Linked DNA regions of Triticum aestivum: region 2 is linked to region 1. Evidence: chromatin contacts called from public Hi-C data. All regions are on one chromosome and are shown on one strand. The core of a region is the stretch at or near the end of the contact, and the rest is flanking DNA. Distances in the headings are between cores, read along the strand shown.

Region 1 (5,358 bases), core at 1,542-4,041:
CAATGCTGCATTGGAGCACTGCACGGGGCTGCAATGGCACTGTGTTGAAAGCTGTCATGCTACGCTGCTGGCGTAGCGTTGCTGTCATCAAACGGCACCAGGATGCAGATCAGATGGCTGAACGGGTGGATGACAGCTAATTTGTAGCAGCGGCAAAAATAAAACCACATCTTTTCACGTAATTATTTTTGAATTTTTCCCCAAGAGCTAAGAAAGACCGTGGAAAAGCAAAAAAGCCAAAAAAAACCGGAAACCCATCTAAAAAGCCGAAAACACGTGCGAAAAAATAAAAATAAAATCCGAAGGGAGCGCTCAGAGCATGACACATGACGGCGGCTAAGAGTACGCCAAGTGATCCTTGGGGTGGCCTCCCGAAGGAGCGCTCCTACTAAATTGCTCTCGTTATTCGCCGAGCCTGAGCACCCAAGGATATCTATACCTAATAATAAAGGGGCTATTGATTTTTTATAGGATGTCACGGAAATTGATCCCAAAGTTGCAAAATATTACCCACCAATGCTACCTATAATTTCTTTTTGAGAAAATGCAGGGAGCCACTAGTTAACGAGTGCTCCTTTGGGAGCCTCGTAATGATCAGCGCCACTTGGCGCGCTCTCAGCCATTTGCCACGTGTCGTGTTCTGGTGCTCCCTTCGGATTTTTTATTTTTTGCACGTGTTTTCGGCTATTTAAACGGTTTTTTGGTTTTTTTTCGATGTTTTGGTTTTCCACGGGTCTTCCTTAGCTTTTCGATAAAAAATCAATTTTTTTGCACGAAAAAACGTGTTTTTTTCCTTTCGCGAGAGTCACTGTTTTGCTTCCGCGAGAGGCATGGTTTTTCTTTCGCGAGAGTCACGGCCGTGCCTCTCGGAAACAAAAAAAAACGTGTTTTCTGTTTTTTCCCTTTCACGAGAGTCACGGTTTTGCTTCCATGAGAGGCACGATTGTGCTTTCGCGTGAGTCACGGCCGTGTCTCTAGAAAACAGAAAAAGCATTTTCTATTTTTTTCCTTTTGCGAGAGACACGGTTTTGCTTCTGCGAGAGGCATGGTTGTGCTTTTGCGAGAGTCACGGCCGTCCCTCTCAGAAAAAAAATATGTTTTCTGTTTTTTTTCCTTTCGTGAGTCATGGTTTTGCTTCCGCGAGAGATACGGGTGTGTTTTCGCGAGAGTCACGGTCGTGCCTCCCGGGGAACGAAAAAGTCACGGTTTTGCTTCCGTGAGAGGCACGGTTGTGATTTTGTGAGAGGCACGGGCATGCCTCTTTCGGGAAGGGAAAAAAATCCGTGCTCCCGGTTTGGTTTTTTTGTCTATTTTTTTTCGTGAATTTTTTTTATTAAAACCTATCAACATGGGATCTAGTTTTAAAGATCTCGACACGAGGAATCCAATGATGAAAGCGGTTCGAGATTTGGATGCATAGTTTGAGAGATAAAACATTTTTAATAAACGGATCTCTGAAAAAAAGGAAAACTCTCAGGTTGCAACAAGTGGCGCACTGTGCACCACTTGTCGCAACCTGAGGAGTTGGAGTGATCTTTGTAACGAGTACTCCTCAACTAGTGATTTCGGAAAATGCCACCTATAAATGATAAAGAACGTTTCACAAAGGGGGAATCCCCCACCTGGGCCAGCCCATGCAGTAGGGACTTCCCCTACTGCTGCGCTCTGTGCACTGGGAGAAGATGCAACGCCTCTGTTTGGGTCAGCCCATGTCAGGGCGGCCTTATTTCTAAATTTCGTTTTTTCTTTTTTTTTGGGTTTTGTTTTCTACTTTAAATAATTTGGGACTTCAAAAAAGTTTTGAAAAAATAAAAAAAATGAGAATTTTAATTTTTTTAATAAATCATAAAATGTTTGTGAGTTTAAAAAATGTTCGCAATTTTATAAAAAATATTTGCTTGTTCAAAAATGTTTGGAAATACAAAAAATCATAATTGTTTCTAAAAATTTCGTGTATTAAATTTTTTAATGAAATTGAACAATATTTCGCCAATTTTCAAATGTTTTTGAACGAAAAAATAACCTGAAAATTCAAAAACTATTTGTGACAAAATAGTTTATTCATTCATAAAATGCTCGCTGATTCAAAAAATGATCACGCATTTCAAAAATTGTTTGTTAAATAAAAAACAATATTATTAAATTTTAAAAATTGTTACACCAATTTTCAAAACAATGTTCGTCCATTCTAGAAATGTTCACCGATTCAAAAAAATTGTTAAAAAATGTCCACAGTTTTTAAAAAATATTTGCAGATAGTGTAAAATGTTCATGAATTCAGAAACTGTTATTTTTTGGAAATGTTTGAAAATTTGTAAACGTGTTCATAAATTTGAAAAATGTTCATGATTTCAAATGTTCATGAGTTTAAAAAAACTGCTCATGATTTCAGAAAATTGAGAGTGGTACTGAGTATCGGTGATGCAGCAAAATGTGAACATGGCCATATTTGTTTTGAGACAATGAACATAGCCACTAAAGATTATGATTTTTTTTCTTCTGTTATAACGCACGGGCCCTTTTGCTAGCGTTATATTACAGGTTCACACTTCACAGGCTACGGCCTAGACATATTGAGGATTGGGCCGCCGCAGCGTGCGCTTGCCTGGCTCCCGGCTCGGCTCCCAGTCCCTCCCCACCGTCCCCCACCCCACCCACTATCTCCCACGCCGCCGTGAGCGCCACCGCCACCGCCTTCGTGGCTTCCTCTATCGCCGCTGCCGCTGCCGAGGTAAGCCGCAAGGCGGGCTCTTGGTTATGCCGGCTTTCTTAGGTCTCCTTTCTCTTTCTTTTTATCCGCCTACCCTAGCAGACGGGGGAAATCAGGCGACCTGCGGTGCTGCGCCTGCGCGTGTATCTGATCGCTGCGAAATTAGGGTTTCTCGACCTAGCGTGGCTGCTAACATGAATTTCTTTTCTTCCCGCAAAAAAAAACATGAATTTCTTTTCGGTGGCGCGGGACTGAGACTGGACCGTTTGTAATCATGTCCCCGTTCTCAACTGCTAGCAGCGGTCTGTTGCTTCGGTGCTCTCGAGTGAAAGCTGGGGACAGCGCCGAGATCTGTGGCACCGAGAAGCTTTTTACACTCGAAATTTGCGCCCTGTGTTGCCGGTTTGATGGTGTTTGTTCATGACGACAATGTTAATATAGGTTTAAGCCTTATTGTGGTAGTATTTGCTGATTTTGTTGGCGTTATAAAGTTGCATACCTATGTGTAAACGTTGTTACGGAATCATAATATGGTAGTTTGGCATGGTAAAACCTTACCTGATGATGCATTCATTTGGCCTAGATTGATAATTTGGCCGTTCAATCTTAGAATAATTTTCACAATTTGTTACCAACGTTGTTGCTTTAGTATCTTGCACATTCAGGTTAGAATGAGGCGGCAGGGACAGGGACAGGGACAGGGACAGGGGCAATACGGGGATCCTAACATCAATTCCATGGTGTCTTCCCAGTTGCATCACTACCAGGCTCAGCAAAGGGTTCAACAACTACCTGATAATAGTTACCCTGGAAGAGATCCTGGGCAAGCTGCTGGGGAGAACCAGTATACCACCCAGAAGGTGAGACAGAGCCAATGGGACAGAGGTGGGCCGAACATCCAGAATCAGATTTCACCATATGCATATAATGATGGTATGTAGTATGTACCCACACGCCTGTTTCAATTTGTTGAAAAATCTAAGATGTCAACTTTTTTGGTGGCATAACTAGTTTATATGTGCACCCTACACTTTGGACAGATTAGCATTTTTCCAAGAAATTTTGGACATATTAGTGGTTGTGTAGCTAGCATGGTAAACTGGTAGTATGTGTGAGAATGTGCTAGAAAATGTTATGTTTTGCATCTTGGTTACACTTCTGTGCTTTTGCACTGACGGATCCTGATGTAGGTCAAAGTGCTGAGGGTAAACGATCCTTTTATGATGGACAACAATCTGATCTGAAGGTTGGTCTAGAAAAGCAACCAAGAAAGGAATTGAGGGACCAGCCTCGTACCGATAAGATTGAAGCAAGGCGCGATGACTATAATCTTCCTCGTACATTTGAAAGTCTAGAGCAGAGTTTTCGTGAAGACATCGTGGTCCTATCCAAGGAACTAAATGATGCAGAGGATGCTGAAAATACTAGGCACAGGGAGGTATGTTCAAATATATTGCATGATTCTGCCTTGTCCTTCCTACCTGCCAAAAGTAGATTAACTGGACTTGCAGATCGTTTTTTACCTTCCTGATATCAGTCATTGATATGTCCTACTATTGACAGGAAGTACTTATCCATTTTATGTCATTGATATGTCCTATTATTGACAGGAAGTACTTATCCATTTTATGAAAGGATTTAATATCATATGCCTTTTGCTTATTGAGTTTCTGTTTGGTCCTGTTAGTCAATTGTGGTATGATTAGCCTTTTGAGTAACAATCCCACAGGTAGATGTTGGGAAACATCTAGTTTTGTGTTGCTACTTAAAAACTATAGATGTCTTCTCCCCTTGTTCTCAGTTATGTGCATAGACTTGTCAATTTCTATGTACATTCTCATTTTGCATGCCAATACCAGTAGTCTAGTACACACCCACATTAATCCATATTAGTCATCGGACGTGAACAACCCACATCTTGCAATGTAACTGCAGAGAACATGCAAGCTCGAGCAACCAATATAGGATTTAATACCAAGAAAAACTTGTAATACTTAGATATTGAAATGGGGTTCTCCCCCCTTGCGCATCTATAGCTTATCATGTTTCCATTGGTTTACTCTATTAGGGCATCTCCAACGCTCTGCCCTTAAACGCCCGCAAACGTCCGGGAAGCCTACTCTGGCCGCTGCGCTGCATTGAAGCGGCGTCGCTCTGCCTGCCCAGCCTATTTAAGTAGTGTTCCAGCGCCTCCTCGCCGCAAACCCTCTCCACTCCTCCACAGCAGCAGCGACGGAGCGGACGACGACGGCTGCCCAGCCGGCTAGGACGGCCATGCGTATGAGGTCACCTTCCGGTACCTCCCGTAGGTTAGTTTAGGTTTAAAAAAAAATAGTTAAACGGACAAAATATCGTCCGGTTTATGTAAATCATATTCAACTTTTATCCGGTTCCATGAAATTTGTCCGTTTGGTTCAATTTTCGTTTAAAATGCGTGCGGACGATTAGGGCACATGGTTGGATGTCTGCTTCCGTGTCTGCGGACGGATAGCGAGGCCGATTTGGGGGACGGCGTTGGAGATGCCCTTAGTAAGCTTAGATTTATCTTAGTGCTTGGTGTTGATTAAGGAATTGAGTCACTCTGAAGATTTTTGTGCCTGTGTTAAAATTGCACACCCCACAGCATATGGTGGATCCTTGTATATATG
Region 2 (4,905 bases), core at 205-2,704, 570 kb after region 1:
CGACCGGCGCCTAGCACCGCCCTTTCCTTTGGGGAAACATTTCAGAACGGCGTGCCGGCCGAACGATTTGGCTGGTCACTCGCCCATGCGGATGCCACGCAGCACAAGGGCCCGCACGCAGTCATCTTTCCCCTATCCTCTCATCCACACACATTTCATCCGCGCATGCTTCGTCTCTGGATTTCTCTTCCCCATCTTCATCTCCGCGGACTTCTCTGCCTCTCTCCTTGTCCTGCCTCCGGCGAGCGTCGCAGCTTCTCCGGCGAGGACAACACGGCACAACGGGGACAGAGGAGGAAGCACGCCGGGGAGCTGAAGCCGGTGGACGGAAAAGCTACATCCGGCTACGCGTGAGCTGCAGTTTCTCTTCCCCTGTCTCTATCTCCGCGGACCTCTCTGCCTCTCTCCTCGTCCTGCCTCCCACGAGGGTCGCGGCTTCTCCGACGAGGTTAACACGGGAGGACGGGGACAAAGGAGGAAGCACGCGGGGAAGCTGCAACCGGTGGACAGAAAAGCTACAACCGTCCACCAAAAAAGCTACAACCATCCACCAAAAAGCTACAACCGACCACACCAAATGTTGGAGCCGACCAGGGTTGGAGCTACAACCAACAATTTTGTTTGCTATAACTGACCACACCAGATGCTGGAATCAGACGTTTTTTTGCTACAATCGGTGTGAGCAACGACGGTGGCAGTTATTTTTGCTGGAACGGGCATCTAGATTTGCTGGAACCAGTGATCAAATTTGCTACATCCGTGATGGGTGGGGGTGCGAAGACGGGTTGCGACCGGCGGCCACAGGAAAAAGCTACAACAGTATTCTAGAGCTGCAATGGCGATGCACGGGAGCTGCAACCGTGGTTTTGTTTTGCTACTACGGGCGACCAATTTGCTGCATCGGTGACAGCGAGACGACATGGCCGCCGGCATGGCGTGCCGCAACCAGGCAAGGGGAGCTGCAAACCATGGCCACAAGAGCTGGAACCGCAACCCAGCGGAACTGCAACAGCGGTCCAGTGGAGCTGCAAGGCGACCCCCCTGTAGCTGGGATGTTGCAACCGTTGTTCAGCGAGCTGGAACCGCGGTGCAGTGGAGCTGCAAGGGGGGGGGAGGGCAACCTCTTGATTTTTGGGATGATGCACACGTGGACCGGCGGAGCGAGATCGGTGCTGGAACTAGTCCGATGGAGCGCCGGCGACGCTACTCCCCAAAGTTGCGGTGGTCACCACCGGCAGTGTGGGAACTTTCTATCAAGGATGCTGGAAACGTCCGGTGAAAAAGTTGCAACCACTCGACGGCGATGGGAGCGCGGCGGCGCAGGGGCAAGCGCAGAGTCATGACTGGTCAGTGAGGGGAGGAAGTAGGAGATTTAGGGGAGCTGTCGAGAAGAAGAAGACGACTGCACGAGGGGGCCAGGGAAGGAATCATGCGGTATAGACGTGTGCATCGTGCGGCCAGGGGCTGACCGGCCGAACGATTCGGCCGGCGCACCGGCGCCTATTGGTGCCCTTTCCTTTGACGCGTTGCTAGTTGTTGCTGTTCCCACACCACCGCCCACTACACATGTTCGACGAAATTCCCCCGCGAGTTCTCCACTAAGATTCGCCCGCATCTTCTTCGATTCCTTCCTCAGTTTGTCTCGGAATCCGCCAAGATCGGAGGTCTCGCCGGAACACGGCCCTGGCCGTACCGACCCCGGCTGGATCTGCGGGCTCAAGAGTTATTGATGGTTCTTGGGATCCAGAGGGTGTGGCGGAGGAGTTGTCGGCGATGAGCAGGCTGGCGTCGGAGCTCCACCGGTTGCGGCGGTCGCCATGGGAGGTGCTGTGCTCCGCGCTGGTATCATGCGGCCTGGTTCTCTTCTCGCAGCTCGCCGTGGCCATAGTGCCCCGCCTCCTCCCATCCATCTCCCTCCTCGCCATGCTCCCTGTCGCAGGTCAGTGCGTGCTTGCTTTCCTTTCCTGTGCCTCTTTTAGTGCAATTTTGACCTTGCTTCGGTTGCGTGCTGCACAGGTTTGGTATTCCTGGCGGCTATTCTGGTGGGCAGGTTCTGGAGGAGGTTCATCAGAGTGGCCGCGTCGGCCCCGCTATTCGTGCTGTTCAACGTGCTATTTTTGTGGGGCGTCTACCTATTCGTCATCCGGAGAGGTGAAATCCCCGTGCATTACATCTGTTTGGACTTTGCAGAGTGTGCGTATGTCTTTAGTGTTTGAAATTGCATATTATGTGTGTCTCCTTTTCCTTTTTTAATAGAGATAAGCATTCATTATTATAGCTCAGTGCACTGGTGGAATGCCATTTGGACGGTGTTTATTGCTTTAGATATATGCTATATTTGTGGATGGAGCTAAGAGCCGTTCCTGATGTATTGCAATTCTAGAGCATAGTTCTATTTAAATAAATATGGTAATACCTGACATTTTGTTATGATTTGGGATGGAATTGTAGATCAGGACATCAGGTGCCATAATTTTTCTAGGATCCCAGCATGTAGTTTATACTCGCCTCCTCGCATTATGCATAACTTGTTTGAAAAAATTTATGCCACTTTGGAGCAGGGTGTAGTTAAATAAGTGTATAGAGCTTCTGATAGTTTTCTAACTATACTCTAGAATATCCTTGTTCTATAACTAGCCTTATGTTTTGTAGATACCTCTTCTCTACTAGACATGCTAATTAATGCTGAGTGTGCACTGCTTCTGTGGGGACTTTACAGGTTAGCTACTCCTCTGGAACATAATTTTTGCGATGCACTTACCGATCTCTAAGCTCTATTTAGTCACTAAGGAAATTGTTCATTGTAAACCTTAAACTATGGTTCTCGTTCCAAGATGGACTCTGAACTTTCAAACATTGAAAGTGGAACTTTGAACTTTCTAATCCTGATCCTAACCTTGAGCTTATACTTATTCGGCACACCAGGAAAAAGGGTGTGGTGGGGGAGATGATGGTGAGGAGAAATAGAGACATGAGTGGAATGGGGCCGGCGATGGAGATGGACACTGGCAAGGAAGGGAAAACAGCTAGGGGAAGGGAGGTTGTTAAGCTTCATGCACCAGCCAACGCAACCAAAAGTCTGAACTAATGGAAAGGCTAGGCAATCCACATATACACTTCAACACCCACTCTCACGTGTGACGCGGAAAGAGAGGCCTATACGTGGACACAAAGGCGGGAACAACAATTTTTGGATAAATTGCAAAAGCCAGGACTTGAACTCAAGACCTTGGGCCATACCATGTTAAGCTTCATGCACTAGCCAACACAATCAAAAGTCTGAACTGATGGAAAGGGCTAGGCAATCCACATATACACTTCAACGGTTGCATCGGAGGTAGCTCGGCGATGAGAGAGAAATGGGAGTGAATTTGGGGAGGGCTAGGAATGTCAGTGACAAGAGTGTGCGAGGATATGAGTTTTTGATTGTGAATTTGTGATCGCTCTTTTCGTGTTATGTGGGGTGAACCTCGAGGCAAGGATTTGTCGTTGTTGGCCCGATCTTTCACGGCACGAACCTCCATCGCAGCAGGTTTACGAAGATGTTTGCAAGTCCCACGGAAACAACACGCCAACCCTTCGATCTAAAGGAATAACGTGGACGAACCGTATAGGCTCAGCTTGTAAACGCGTTGCAGGAACTCACATGCCAGTAGAGATTTTGACAAGATATCTCTAAACACGATGTCCTTCAAGCTTAAGAAATCCCAAATAATTAGAATCCTCACGCTGATCCTCTCTTTGCTGGGCAGGAATAAAAACGTAAAAGATCTAGATTTGACCCTGACGTAGCAAGTAGTACTGTAAATAAACTCTTCAGTCGTAGATTCCTTATCATGCACAACATAGGCTGTCTTCTCTGGTTTAAACCGATGGAAATTATTATCCATCAACGTGACTCACCAATGCATCATGTTCCTCATGCATGCATGGTTGTACGCACATAAATGGAAGTACCACAAAATGCCTACTTGTAATTTCCATTAATTCTTATGTGTCCTTCTCCTCTTCCAGATCAAAACGTATGTACTTTGGTACACGTACTTCTCCTGTTTTCAAGCTTGGCGTAACAGTAACGTCAACAATAATTATAGGTTCACCTTGAACACCACGCGTAGCATATTCAGTCATGTGTGTAGACGTGGCCGTATCATCGTGGGTGTGTCAAAGTTAAACAAGCTTCAAGGTCCAAGGGTCGGGCTAGGATTATAAGATAAGGGTTCAGATTTTGGAGATTGGAAGTTCGAGGTTCATCTTGGACTCCATAATGAAGTTCAGGCTTTAAAACAACAACAACAAAAGTCCATTTGGACATACTCCGCTTAACATTTATTGGCCTTAGCATACAACTGCCTCTGGGATTAGGGGTTTAGTTTGATTTTTTTATTGCAGGATTCTTTCTGGTGATCCTGGCATTGTTGCATACGAATCTTCATTTTTGGAAGAGGCTGGCTGCAAGGATTTCGTGGATGCTATATGCTCGAGTGAGGTGTTGAGAAAGTAGAGTTTTCAATGAAGTTGTTATATTAAGTTGCTAACCTGAAATCTGGACGTCGTGCATTAACATGCTGAATCTTTTGTACTTTTGGTGTAGAAGTACCCATCACTCTCAAGGGTGAGGCATTGTAACTGTTGCAAAGCAAATGTTAGAGGTTATGACCACCATTGCCCTGCATTTGGTAATTGCATAGGTACTATATTGCATTTTTTTAGTTTTGCTTCTGTTTTTGCATTATAGATAGATGCACACTTTAACCTGCATACCGTGTTTTGCAGGACAGAAAAATCATAGGCTATTTATGTCACTTTTGACAGGATTTGTTGTTGCTGAATCGACATATATAATGTGTTCAACTAAATGTATGTGGCTTTTTATCTCCTTCACGTCTGAAATAAATTAACTGT

What was found. Hi-C and Micro-C count contacts between places; a contact is called where the count stands out from the background.
Region 2: a Hi-C map of leaf shows a contact between it and region 1, with 7 times the contacts expected there. The contact joins the promoter of LOC123085447 here to the promoter of LOC123085445 in region 1. A contact is called at or near these places in 4 of 5 Hi-C or Micro-C datasets (leaf and an unstated tissue) and 1 of 1 datasets of contacts at active chromatin or transcription factors (leaf).

The regions. Positions count from the first base shown.
Region 1 is chr4A:106,278,447-106,283,804 of IWGSC CS RefSeq v2.1, forward strand. It overlaps LOC123085445, which reads left to right and starts at 2,792. Exons shown (of 5, transcript XM_044507078.1): 1 at 2,792-3,643; 2 at 3,901-4,148. The coding sequence starts at 3,241.
Region 2 is chr4A:106,848,190-106,853,094 of IWGSC CS RefSeq v2.1, forward strand. LOC123085447 (palmitoyltransferase Hip14) reads left to right here and starts at 1,455. Exons shown (of 10, transcript XM_044507086.1): 1 at 1,455-1,939; 2 at 2,017-2,151; 3 at 4,393-4,489; 4 at 4,598-4,691; 5 at 4,777-4,860. The coding sequence starts at 1,818.